Linked DNA regions of Drosophila melanogaster: region 1 is linked to region 2. A link is a contact called in public HiChIP or PLAC-seq data. All regions are on one chromosome and are shown on one strand. The core of a region is the stretch at or near the end of the contact, and the rest is flanking DNA. Distances in the headings are between cores, read along the strand shown.

Region 1 (5,500 bases), core at 2,586-5,085, 350 kb after region 2:
AACACATTGTGCTTCAAGTGCCGCAACAACATGAGCCCCAGCAGTGCCTGCAAACGGTGTCAGCCCTCGGCGAGCTCCGTCCTGGATGAGATTACAGCAGTCGTGCCCGCGGTGGAGCCGGCCAAGGAGTCTCCTGCGGTGCAGGCCAAGCCAGCGCCCAAGAAACGCTTCGATGTTATCACTAGCTTCACAGACTCGCCACTTTTTACGAGGAAACATCGATTTGGAATCGGCCGCAGTAAGGAAACGGCTGGCACTGAAAACTCCACTCCACTGCTGGGCAGAAAGCAGGACAATGGCTTCAGCTTTGTGAAGCAGCTGTCCGAGGTGCGTTGGAGGCGCAAGGAACAGCCAGCACAGGCGCAAGTTAATGGTTCTAGTAATGCCAGTACTTTAGAGCGTCAGCCACAGCCGGAGATCACAGGTGCCGCTTGTGGCACAGTGGAAGCTACACCAGTGGAGGCGAAGGCTTCGGTTTCTCTGCATACTCAGGTGAGTGAATTGTGTTCGTATGGATGAACTTTAGTAACCCATATTTGATATTCTAGGCTCTCACCACTTTAGAGAACATAATAAGCCGCCTTCGAGATCTAGACGAGGGTCGTTTGACGCCTCCTTCAACCCCACAACGACTGCCTCGAAGTTCTCCTGCATCTCCGGCAGCCAGCAAAAAGAACAAAAGGCAGCAGAGCAACTCTCCCATTCGCCACATATTGAATTCACCGCTTTTGAATCGGCGTCAGCGCAAAAAACAGAGCATTATCGAGAGCTCCGATGATGAGGGTAACCAGACCAATGGATCCGGTGAGGAGAGCAACAATGCGGGCAATGGCAAGCAGTATCGCGACCTGGAGACCTTCCAAAAAGCTCAACTGCGTCAGAAGGTAAGCTGATCAATCAATATTCTCATAATATTTTGATGGACAACTCTTTATCCACAGCTAAAGCGCGGCAAGATTGAACCCAATGGCAGTGCTAGTTGTGCCAATCCGGCGCCAGTGCGTCGTGAATTTGTGATGCACAACAAGGCGCCCATGTGGAATGAGATGAGTCAGGTGTACCAGCTGGACTTTGGCGGACGCGTTACCCAGGAGTCAGCCAAGAACTTCCAAATCGAGTTTCGTGGCAAGCAGGTGAGCTGAGCATCGCAGGCAATCTGCAGGAGCACACAAATAACATTTGAATCCACTTAACAGGTCATGCAATTCGGTCGCATTGATGGAAATGCCTATACCCTGGATTTCCAGTATCCTTTCTCCGCCCTCCAGGCCTTCGCCGTGGCTCTGGCCAATGTGACACAGCGACTTAAGTAATCGGGTATTGAGGGATCAGATATCGCATCGTATCGCATCGCACCGCATCTTTAAAATGTCGCCAGCTGAATGCAGCAATTGCTTTTTTGGCCTACGCTATACTATATATTTTTATACCAGACACGGTGGGATGGACGGATGGTTAGCGAAAATTGCATCTTCATTTGTATATATTGTATATGTATATTGTGGTCTTTAGGTTTCCGAACACCGTACTTTAGTGATTATGTATGTGAACACGTACCACCACTTGATTGAAGGTTTTGCCATGTGCTGCACATTGAAACACGAGTGCGCACATGGGTGTGCAAACTCACAGTCCGATCCATTTTTGTGCAATATTTGTATGACAAATTTTTTGGATTAAGTGTAGCCGAGTGTAAATGTTAGGCGTAGTACGACGATGTACGATGTACGATGTATTTTAAATCAAACTACTTTAACACGATTAACGATCAGTCGGTTTTTAACACTAGTTTGTACAAGAGCAGCCTTTTTTGCATAGAGCTTCGTTTCTCGCTTTACTCGATTTAAGTGCAATAACTCCTTTTGTTAACTCCTAGAACTAAGACATATTGGCGAGACCGGCAAACCGCTTGGCCCAGCGCACTTGATAACAAAAATTCATTGTAAGTAAGAGGACAAGTCCGATTACTCGACGCTAGCATATTTTTTATAAGTGTAAACTAATTGTGAATGTTGAATCGATCGACAGCAAGGAATACCGAACTTTGTGCTTTTCCTCTCAACTCTTTTTTGTAGTTAGGCTTAATTTCAAGGAAAATTCGTTATTGTAATTGTTGTGAATATTGAAATAAGCGCGAGTCGTAAGCGATTTAGGCGGTCAACTACATAAATCATTAAATAAATGTATTTTACGTGAATAAAGGCTTTCGTTTTATATATAACAACAAAGTATTGCAACTAACCAGAAGAACAGAAGTTTTGTATATATCAGCTAACTACATATGTCATGTCTTTTGCTTTTGTTTTTCGATCTCGATTTCGGCCTTTTCCCAATCTGGAATGGTTTTCTCCTTTATGCTCCACGAATCGGTTTTGGGGCCCTTTATTTCAGCTAAAATATAAAAAAGGAAGGTAACAAAGTGTTTCTAGGAATGAACACGAACACTACTCACAGTTCTTGAAACGCTTCACGCCCTCCTGCATATCTGTTATCATATCTGAGGTAACATTCATGATCTCATTGTAACTGGCCACATGGAATCCTGGTTTGTTGTAGGCATTGGCATTTTCAAGCACAGCATTCCTGTCGTGCATTAGGGAAGCCATGGGGAACTTGGCAATGGAAAAGGCCAGATTAACAGCTTGACCTAAAGCTGTGCCTGTGGCCACAACGCGATTCACTAAACCGATTCGCCGCGCCTCCCCAGAGTAGATGCGTCTTCCAGTTGCGATGATCTCCAAGGCATTGGAGTAACCCACTGCAGCGGCCAGCCGCACAGTTCCACCATCGCTCAGGGGAACTCCAAGGCGACGGTTGAAGAACCCCAGAACTGCAGTGTCCTCCATCACCCGGAGATCGCACATTAGAGCCAGTTCCAATCCACCGGCCACACAGAAACCGCTGATGCCGCAAACAAGTGGCTTGCGGAGATGCCGCCTAGTTGGTCCGACGGAGCCCTCGTGACGCAACAGAAAGTTGAGGCTGCCGCGTTGCGCCTCCGCCTCTAGCTCCTCCAGATCATAGCCTGCACAAAAGGAGCCACCTATGCCGTAGAGCACACCCACTGGAGAAGTATCATCCGCTTCGAATTGGCTAATGGCTTCGGTCAGCTGCTCCGCGGTGTTGGCATCAATGGAATTACGCTGCTGCTCGCGATTTAGGCCAATAAGTGTTATGTGCGAGTCCTTCTCCACCAGAACTGTGCGGGCAGGGGCACCCTCTTGAGATTCGCTTTCCGCATTTCTTACAGTAGCCAAAGAAATGCGTCTGCAGCCCGAACTAGTTTGGTTTGCACTCTGTAAAAGTTTATAAACAAATCTGCTCATTACGACGCTCGAAACAACAACAGTGGACATAGGCAGCATGGGCGTAGTCGATAGCAATTAAAGGGTATTGAACTTACATAAGATAATTTTAAAATGATAATTTTTTAATTAACAGGTAATTATTACAATATTCTGCTCGAAATAGAATTAAATAAATAATTTTGTTTACAATGTGAAAATTGGTTGCAACCCCTCTCCCACAACCATGCCTATTAGTATTGTATAATGCCAAATCCGCCTGAGCCCTGCACCTTTTGCAGCACTGCTTGTCAGTTTCGAGAGAGCGGAGCTGGACTACCCGCTCTCTTTTTTCACGCCAAGTCTAGCTGATTTTTAAGTGCCAATTGTAAAAAAAAGTTTATTTTAGTTTTGGAAAAAGAAAAACGACTTTATACTGGATGATATGCTTATTAAGTTTAGTTATTGGTACCATACATTTAAGTGATTTTTTTATATTTACCGTCAGCTATTTTCTGGCCCTAAGTTGGCACCACTGTCAACGGCGAGAGAGAGAGCGTCGCTGCGCTGTCAAAAAGGTGGGTGTGTGTTTGTGTGGAGTGGAAACAAAAAGGAAAAACACGAAAATTATTCGGGGACGCTGCGTTTTGTCCCTCAAACAGATATTTATAAGTAAAAGCCGCTGCGAAATAGTGCGAATCAATTATTTAAATGCGCCGCATGGACCATCGCCTCGAACGCATATCGGTAGCCGGAAAACGCACAGTGATATAAGCCAAGTACAAAACAGTCGCCGCCTGCCGACAGACAAAGGAAAAGGATAGGTGGTGGTGAAAACGGTAAAATAATATTGTATTCCCATTCGGTGTTGTGCCACAACAAAAGATTTTCATTGCTACCGCACCCGCCCCCGCGGCCACGCCCAGCCCCGTTGCATGTGGCGCAATATGTGCCGCCTCTGTGTGTTGAACTTTAATTGAATCGGTTATGAGAACTTAATTGTGTCTATTTTCGGGCGGTTCATTTTCCCATTTTGTGTTTCTTTTTCTCGATGCGGTGCGTCTGCCGGTGGCTTCCGCGTCACCACAACACTCGGGCGACCCCGCCCACCGCCGAAGGGGCGCCACTGGAGGGGCGGTCGCCATTTGGTCCGCTGCTCCCATTTATGCTTTTTGTTTTTCCCCGTCTGTGTCGCCCATCATGATCTATTTTTGAAAATTTTATTTGCGAAAACAAAGTGCCACCGCAACCGAAATGAGACCCTCGTTCGTTTTATTAGGCTTTATGGGCCTCCGCCGCTGCGGTTGCTTTCTTTTTGCGGCCGGGACACACCTTTCGAGAGCCCTGCCTTTGATCATCCCAGAGATATACCGTAGACCTTCGCCATTATACTCTGTACAGTAGTACTTCCACAGCTTGGACATTCCCACTTTACGATGTAGCATACTCCAATAAGTATAACTTCCATTAATACAATATAAATAGTTTGCGACTCAGGAAGCAAGTATCCTGATTCAATTTGTCTAGATATTCAAATTTTAAAAGTTGCCAAATTCCATTTAAGCAATTGTTTATCTTATATATATGTAGTTGCGCGCCAAAAACGATGTGGTAGTTAATTTATTTATAAAAACCTAATAAAACGAATAGGATAATTTATTGTGTCATATATGTATTTCTACAGCATTTGTTTCTATTTTAAAGAATTTTTATTAAGGAAGTACGACTGTGAAATAATTTGCGGTCAGTTGGCACTGGCGGGTTTATTGCCTCGAATAGAACTTAATTAATTGAATTAAGCTGGCGAAGACATTCATCTTCCATCTTATTTTGCCCACAGCACACAGACAGTACACAGCTATCGGCACAGGCACACTCAGCACACTCACGATGTCAACCGGAAGGCCCATAAAGTGTGTAGTCGTTGGTGACGGCACCGTCGGAAAGACCTGCATGCTAATCTCCTACACGACAGACTGCTTTCCCGGCGAATATGTGCCCACAGTGTAAGTTTGTGCCTCGATAGCCGCAAACCGCAGATCGATATCTAACTTTTACTATGATATCTTTCACAGCTTCGACAACTACTCGGCGCCCATGCAAGTGGACACAATACAGGTCTCGCTGGGACTGTGGGATACGGCGGGTCAGGAGGACTACGACCGCCTGAGACCGCTATCCTACCCGCAGACAGACGTTTTCCTGATATGCTACAG
Region 2 (6,217 bases), core at 2,132-4,631:
TATCAATCACACGGCCAAGCACTTTCAAAAGGTTCTAAAGGCGGACATCGGAGTGGGTGGCCATGCATTGGCTCAGAATATCAAGCGATTCTTTTCACATCTTCAGCATCTGATTGAGCGGGACATCCACAGCGAGGTTTATCAACCCAAGATCTTTGCCCTGAAGTTGCTGGAAATCCTAAATAGGTCGCTATATGCAGAAGAAGTCGCAAAAAATGCAAAAATGTGCAGTCCTCAGCAGAATCAGCGCATGGGCATATTTCTCCTGGAGCACGGAGTCTTTCGTCCAAAGGAAATGGCGCAACAGCTCTTCGAAACCCTCAACAATCCACAAGGTTTCGATGATGCTTTGGACCTAACGGTCTCCCTGTTGATTCAGATGGGCCATGTGGACAGTGAAAAGTGCGTGGAGCGGTGCTTCGAACTGTGCCACACGTCTGATATGGACCAATGCTCCTTGGTTTCCCTCTACGCACAGTTGGCGGTTACAAAAGAGCAAGCTGGATCAAAGATATTTGATGAGTGCCTGAAAAGGCTTACCGGTAAATTAGATCCCTTCTTCGAAGATCCTTTGCAGACCGCCAAGAGCGGAGGACATCTCTTTGGCTATCTTTGCGCCTTGGACGAGGTGGTCAAGGCTGGCTTGGCAGTGGAGACGCCTCTGGAGGATTTGTTGCCATTGCTAGAGAGAATTCTCAGCGGCATTCTCAAGTTCCTCAATGTGGCCAACGCCCGGCGACAGGAAGAGGCAGCCACAGCAGCCAGTTTCCAGGACATGGACGAGAGTCTCCAGCTGCTGGTCAGCGAAAGCTCCTTCAAGTGTGATGGGGAGGAAGAGGCTTGTCGAAAGTACTTACTGATGAGCTTCTGGTTAACGTTGAAGGTGCGTAGATATATTTCTTAACTCTTGATAAACTTATCATTTGTTTATCCTTCTGCAGGGCTGTTGCGATCTGGCCACCAGCATTGGGTGTTACCAATTGCAAACGTCTGCCAAAACAGTTAACACCGAGACTCTGCGTCGTTGCCTCAATATTAATGTTTCCGTTTTGACGCTTTGCCGGCACAAAGGAGCCATAGAGGCGGCCGGCTTGAGCATTGGCAGACTTACCCGTGCCATCACCAGTAGCTTAGACAGCTGCGATTCGGGATTCCAAATGCTTCACGACTGCCTAGAGCGAGAGCTGCTGACTGAAAGCCGTCAAGTGAGCACCACACGACGTGGTGCCGGCTTCGCCATAATGTTCCTTCACGTGCTGAAGAACGATAATCCACGACAGCGGCTGCTGCTCCATCGCGCTGTGCAGCAGATTCTTAAGAGGCTAAATGAAAACCAAACCGCGGAGACTGTTTGTCTCGATAGCAATCACGATCGCTGGGAGGCATTGGTACTGCATTACCTTTGCGTTCTTGTGCGCGACACAGAACTGAGGCCAGCTATGAGCAAGTACTACAATGAGATTCTGCTGGTGGCCATGGAGCACATCACCAACCCCGAATGGACCATTTCGAATGCGGCACTTCAACTCTTTGGCGCCAATCTGGGCAAGCTGGTCGGCCAGCGCCAAGCTACAGAGTTTGACACACGACCCGCCTGGGAACCCAGTGAGCTGGACTACGACGAATTGGGCTGCTTGCTGCCCAAGGCTTGCGAGCACATGCTGAGGTGCTGTGATCGCCAGGAGGTCACGTCATCCATCATACTCTTTCTGGCCTTCTTGTCCAAGGTCGAGCACTTGCGTACGTCGGGCGGGAAAGAGCCAAATCCCCTGCTCATTCGCTTCCGCCGACTCAGTTGGCATTTGTTGCGGCACAAATGTGATCAGGTCCGCCAACTGGCGGCCACCTGCTTTGTGCGGTCGCACGAATTCCGCTGCGATCTGCCGGCGGCGCTGCTGGCCAGCGCCAAGTTGGCCGCGAATCTGGAGGAGGAGAACTTCTACGAGGGACTGATTTACACGCTGACATCGGGCGTGCTGAAACTAAAGCACGAAGCACGTCATGTGTGGAGCGCGGGACGTCTGGAGGGATTCCTTGAAGCGCTGCTCACCGCGCTGGATGTCACTGAGCGAGTTCGTCGCTTCAAGCCGTACACACGGAATGTGCTGCTGGAACTGCTAGGCCAGCTGGGTAGTGCGGATAAAGCGGCTCTCGTCGAGTCTCTCGGCTAGCATTAGCAAATCTAGTTTTATCTAATCTTTAATCATTAAGCCAAAAAGTTATCTTTCCTTGTCAACGCTTTTACAACTATTCAAATGACGCATTTAATGTTTGTACGCAGTAAACGTAACGAAAGTATCTACCAAACAGGGATTTCTAAAATAACCAATGAGAATATGAACTAACCGCGCGATCAGCTGAAACCCTCGCTCGACTCCTGCTCCATGGCCTGAAGTTCCTGTTTTTCCATAGCCTCCTGCGCCATTTGCTGCAAGGTACGACTGAGTATGTTGCGCAGGATGTGCGGCTTGCAGTGCTCCTCCAGCCAGGGGATAATGCCGGTGGTCAGCTGCTTAAAGTTCTCCATGGGTATGTGTTGAAATGTCTCGAACATTTCCTCCATAATGGCCTGGAACTACGGAGGAGGGTGGTGGGTGGCGATTCTAGAGGTTATAATAGAGGTAAGCGCTCCATACTTACCACTTGAAACTTGGCCTCATCGGTGAGTCGTGCCTCCTCCGGCCCTGGATTCGCCTGCTGATGCTGTAGCATGTTCTCATAGCCGTTCTTAATGATCCGTAACGCTGTTACCTCCTTTTGTAGCGCCGATCCCTCGTCCTCCTGCTTGAGTTTCTGCTGGTTAAGGTAGCCAATGTATTCGATGGACTTCTGCAGGATCAGAGCCTTGCTGAGCTTGTAGCCGGAGGAGTCGTTGGGCTGGCAGCGCGGCACCAGCTCCTGCAGACTGTCGTAGCCCTTCTTAATGGCATCGCGCCGCTTCTGCTCCGCCTGGGTGTGCGCCTCCCTTCTCCGCTCCTTGTAACTCAGCGTGGAATTGGCGGCCGCGGAATGGCGCGCATCGCCGCTATCGTCGTCGTCGTCTGCGATACAGAACCGAAACATGAGTACAATGTAATAAAATGCTGCTGATAGCGAGTAATTCAATGCCACTGCTTTATCAGCTGCCCCCGCCCCGCACTCTTGACCGATCAGCGTGACCGATCTTGACCAGCGTTCGCCCACCTGAATTGTGCGCCGAGGAGTTCGGAGTGTGCGTGCTGCCCGCACTGCTGCACCGCGAGTAGTGCTTGCTGGTGTGGTCCTGGTCGTGCTCCATGCCGAAAACGTCTTCCTTGGTGGCCAACGCGTTGTTATTATCGCTCATCGTCAACTGCGACGTTTTGGAATTCCCAAAACAAAAACACTAGCAGCGGTGTGACTGTCGCAAGGTAGCGCGAAAAGCCTTCGGTATCTGATGGTCACATTCAACATTGTGCGATAGTTTTAAGGAATTTTTAAAACAGTTATCAGGTACCAGGCTAACAGGTACTTTAATTATGATGTTATTCAACCAACTATGCTTGTTATAATTTGCATCCCTAATAACATAGTTTTTAGAAACTGCATACAATTAATTTTTGTAGCAGAGTGTAAGATGTGGTACGTTCAATCAACGAATGATAGTCATATCGATATTTCGGCCACCTCTACCGGTCCGGATGATGACTTTTACGTTTTTTTCTTGTTGAACTTTGCCGTCGTGTCGCTTTCTTCGGGGTTATTGCTTAAATTTAGCGGGTTTTTGGGCTGTAATTTGTGATCGGCGGACGCACAAGGAATCAATCATGGGCCTGCTATATGCGCTGCGCGTGAGGATCATGAACTTCATGATTTTCTTCCTCCTCATCATCCTAATGCCCGGTCTGCCGCCGCGCACCACCTTCCCCTTCAAGGACTATATGTAAGTGCCGCCCGTTTCAATTGACGTAATTCCCGTGTTAATCCTTGGAGAAATCGCCACTTCGTACAGTGTGACCCCGCCCAAAGACCTGAAGGGTGCGCTGGAATCGAACTTTCACCTGGAGGGAGCGGAGCGACTGCTGGAGGGGCGGGTCTACGGCCCGGAGTGCCTGATAGCCCGCAACAACGAGATCTACACCGGCATCCACGGCGGTGAGGTCATCAAGCTAACGTCCAACCATGTCACGCATGTCACCAAGATCGGCCAGCCCTGCGGTGCGTATTTTCGAGTCCTATAAAGGGAATTTCATTTTATAATAGTAATCCCCTTGCAGAGGACATCTACGAGGAGTCCCGGTGCGGCCGTCCGCTGGGACTGGCCTTTGATACGCAGGGCAACAACCTCATCATCGCCGACGCCTACTACGGCCTGTGGCAGGTGGACCTGGGCACCAATAAGAAGACTCTGCTGGTCTCGCCCGCCCAGGAGCTTGCCGGCAAGTCCATCAACCGCCCTGCCAAGATTTTCAACGGCGTGACCGTGAGCAAAGAGGGCGACGTCTACTGGACGGACTCCTCGTCGGACTTCACCATCGAAGACCTCGTCTTTGCCAGCTTTGCTAACCCCTCCGGCCGGTGAGTTCATCGCAAATTATAGCGACACTGTCTAATATTGCTAGAATTCAAAGTGATAGCTATTCGGAATAGGGCTACAGTGGGACCCCATTACAATGTATTTCTTTATAAAACGTGTTTTGTGACCCATTTAAGATTATTTCAAATGTTTGTAGCGGAGGAATCGAGGGAGTCACTTAATTAATCTCAATTAAGAGTCCACGCTTACTGAAGTTAGCTTAATTCTTATAATTAAGGGACAAGTTACAGAAGTATGACTGTAAGACGAACGCAAACCGGTTTCTCGATCTGGTCTTATGGTTACTCTAACGGCCTTTGCTTTCTTCTACGTTCCAGTCTCTTCAAATACAATCGCTCGAAGAATGTTAGCGAGGTGCTGCTGGACGAACTGGCTTTCGCCAATGGATTGGCCCTCAGTCCCAACGAGGACTTCATCGTGGTAGCCGAAACCGGAGCGATGCGTCTGACAAAGTATCACCTGAAGGGAGCGAAGGCCGGTCAGAGCGAGGTGTTCGTCGACGGACTGCCCGGTTTGCCCGATAACCTGACACCCGACGCCGAGGGCATCTGGGTGCCATTGGTCCAGAGCGCGGATAGCGAGCATCCCAACGGCTTCACCCTGTTCACTCGCTTCCCCAGCGTGCGCCTGTTCCTGGCCCGCATGCTGGCTTTGTTCGAGCTGCCCTTCCGCTACTTGAACAGCGTATATCCGAACAAGTTCTCGCAGCGATTCGTTCACTTCGTGGGACACATGGAGAGCATCACTGTGCTGGCGCCCAAGCGAACGACTGTCGTGCGTGTGGACTGGAACGGCAACATTGTGGGCTCGCTGCATGGCTTCGACAAGTCGGCCGCCACGGTATCACACGTCCTGGAGTTCCAGGACTTCTTGTTCTTGGGCTCCCCCACCAATCAGTACCTGGCGCGTGTCAAGTCGCCAAAGGCCAAGCAGCCCACGCTGAAGGTGCGCAATGTTCGCGTCGAGGGCGAGGGCTTGGAGGCGTCCATTGGTGTGCCACCCAGCAAAGCCACTCCTAAACCCAAGGCGGCTCCTAGCACCACCACTCCGAAACCCACTACCACAACGACAACTACCACGCCGAAACCCACTACCAAGACGACAACTACTACAACCACGCCAAAGCCCACTACCACAACGACAACCAAGAAGCCAACGACCACTACCACCACTACGACAACCACGCCGAAGCCAACAACTACTAAGCCGCCGACAGCTAAGCCATCTACGACTACAACAACCACCACTACTCCTAAGCCAACTACTACTACTACTCCTACTACTCCTACTCCAGAGCCTTCTAAACCGAAGGTCAAGCGCACAGTGCCTGAGAAACCCGCGCCCGTTGAGGAGGATATCCCCTCGGACACACAGCCACCCAAGAAGGAGAAGCTCAAGGTCATCAACAAGCAAGGCGTCAATGTGGAGCTTTAAGATCGCAGACGCATCAGCTTCCTCCTGAGTTAATCGGGCATATTCCCGGACGCGAGATTAGTTTCTTCACGCAGTCAAAACCTATTAGGATTATTATCTTTTTCCCTCCAACATCTCAACCACTTTTGGGGAATTTTCAAAGGTTTCTTATTTATCATGCCCCAACTCAGGCTGTCGAAACCAGTTAATTTTAGTCGAAAGGTAGCTAAATTCAGACTAGCCGAGGGC

Evidence for each region. HiChIP or PLAC-seq counts read pairs in DNA pulled down with a chosen protein or histone mark.
Region 1: a contact with region 2 is called in an H3K27ac HiChIP or PLAC-seq map of the Kc167 cell line, with 5 times the contacts expected there. The contact joins the promoter of Mtl here to the promoter of bigmax in region 2. A contact is called at or near these places in 10 of 107 Hi-C or Micro-C datasets (the D17-c3 cell line, the S2 cell line, embryo and 5 more) and 1 of 6 datasets of contacts at active chromatin or transcription factors (the Kc167 cell line).

The regions. Positions count from the first base shown.
Region 1 is chr3R:27,632,714-27,638,213 of dm6, forward strand. It overlaps Mtl (Mig-2-like), which reads left to right and starts at 3,836. Exons shown (of 5, transcript NM_079809.3): 1 at 3,836-4,123; 2 at 5,125-5,290; 3 at 5,360-5,500. The coding sequence starts at 5,175. It overlaps CG5611, which reads right to left and starts at 3,347. Exons shown (of 2, transcript NM_001276087.2): 1 at 2,453-3,347; 2 at 1,912-2,391. The coding sequence starts at 3,326. The coding sequence ends at 2,285. Tusp (tusp,) reads left to right here. Exons shown (of 11, transcript NM_001202374.2): 8 at 1-492; 9 at 549-884; 10 at 942-1,133; 11 at 1,197-2,219. The coding sequence ends at 1,313.
Region 2 is chr3R:27,285,145-27,291,361 of dm6, forward strand. It overlaps bigmax, which reads right to left and starts at 3,382. Exons shown (of 3, transcript NM_143299.3): 1 at 3,184-3,382; 2 at 2,641-3,041; 3 at 2,222-2,575. The coding sequence starts at 3,325. The coding sequence ends at 2,354. CG3368 reads left to right here. Exons shown (of 3, transcript NM_143298.2): 2 at 1-883; 3 at 942-2,304. The coding sequence ends at 2,171. Hmu (Hemomucin) reads left to right here and starts at 3,625. Exons shown (of 4, transcript NM_057811.4): 1 at 3,625-3,901; 2 at 3,971-4,176; 3 at 4,236-4,536; 4 at 4,873-6,217. The coding sequence starts at 3,786. The coding sequence ends at 5,989.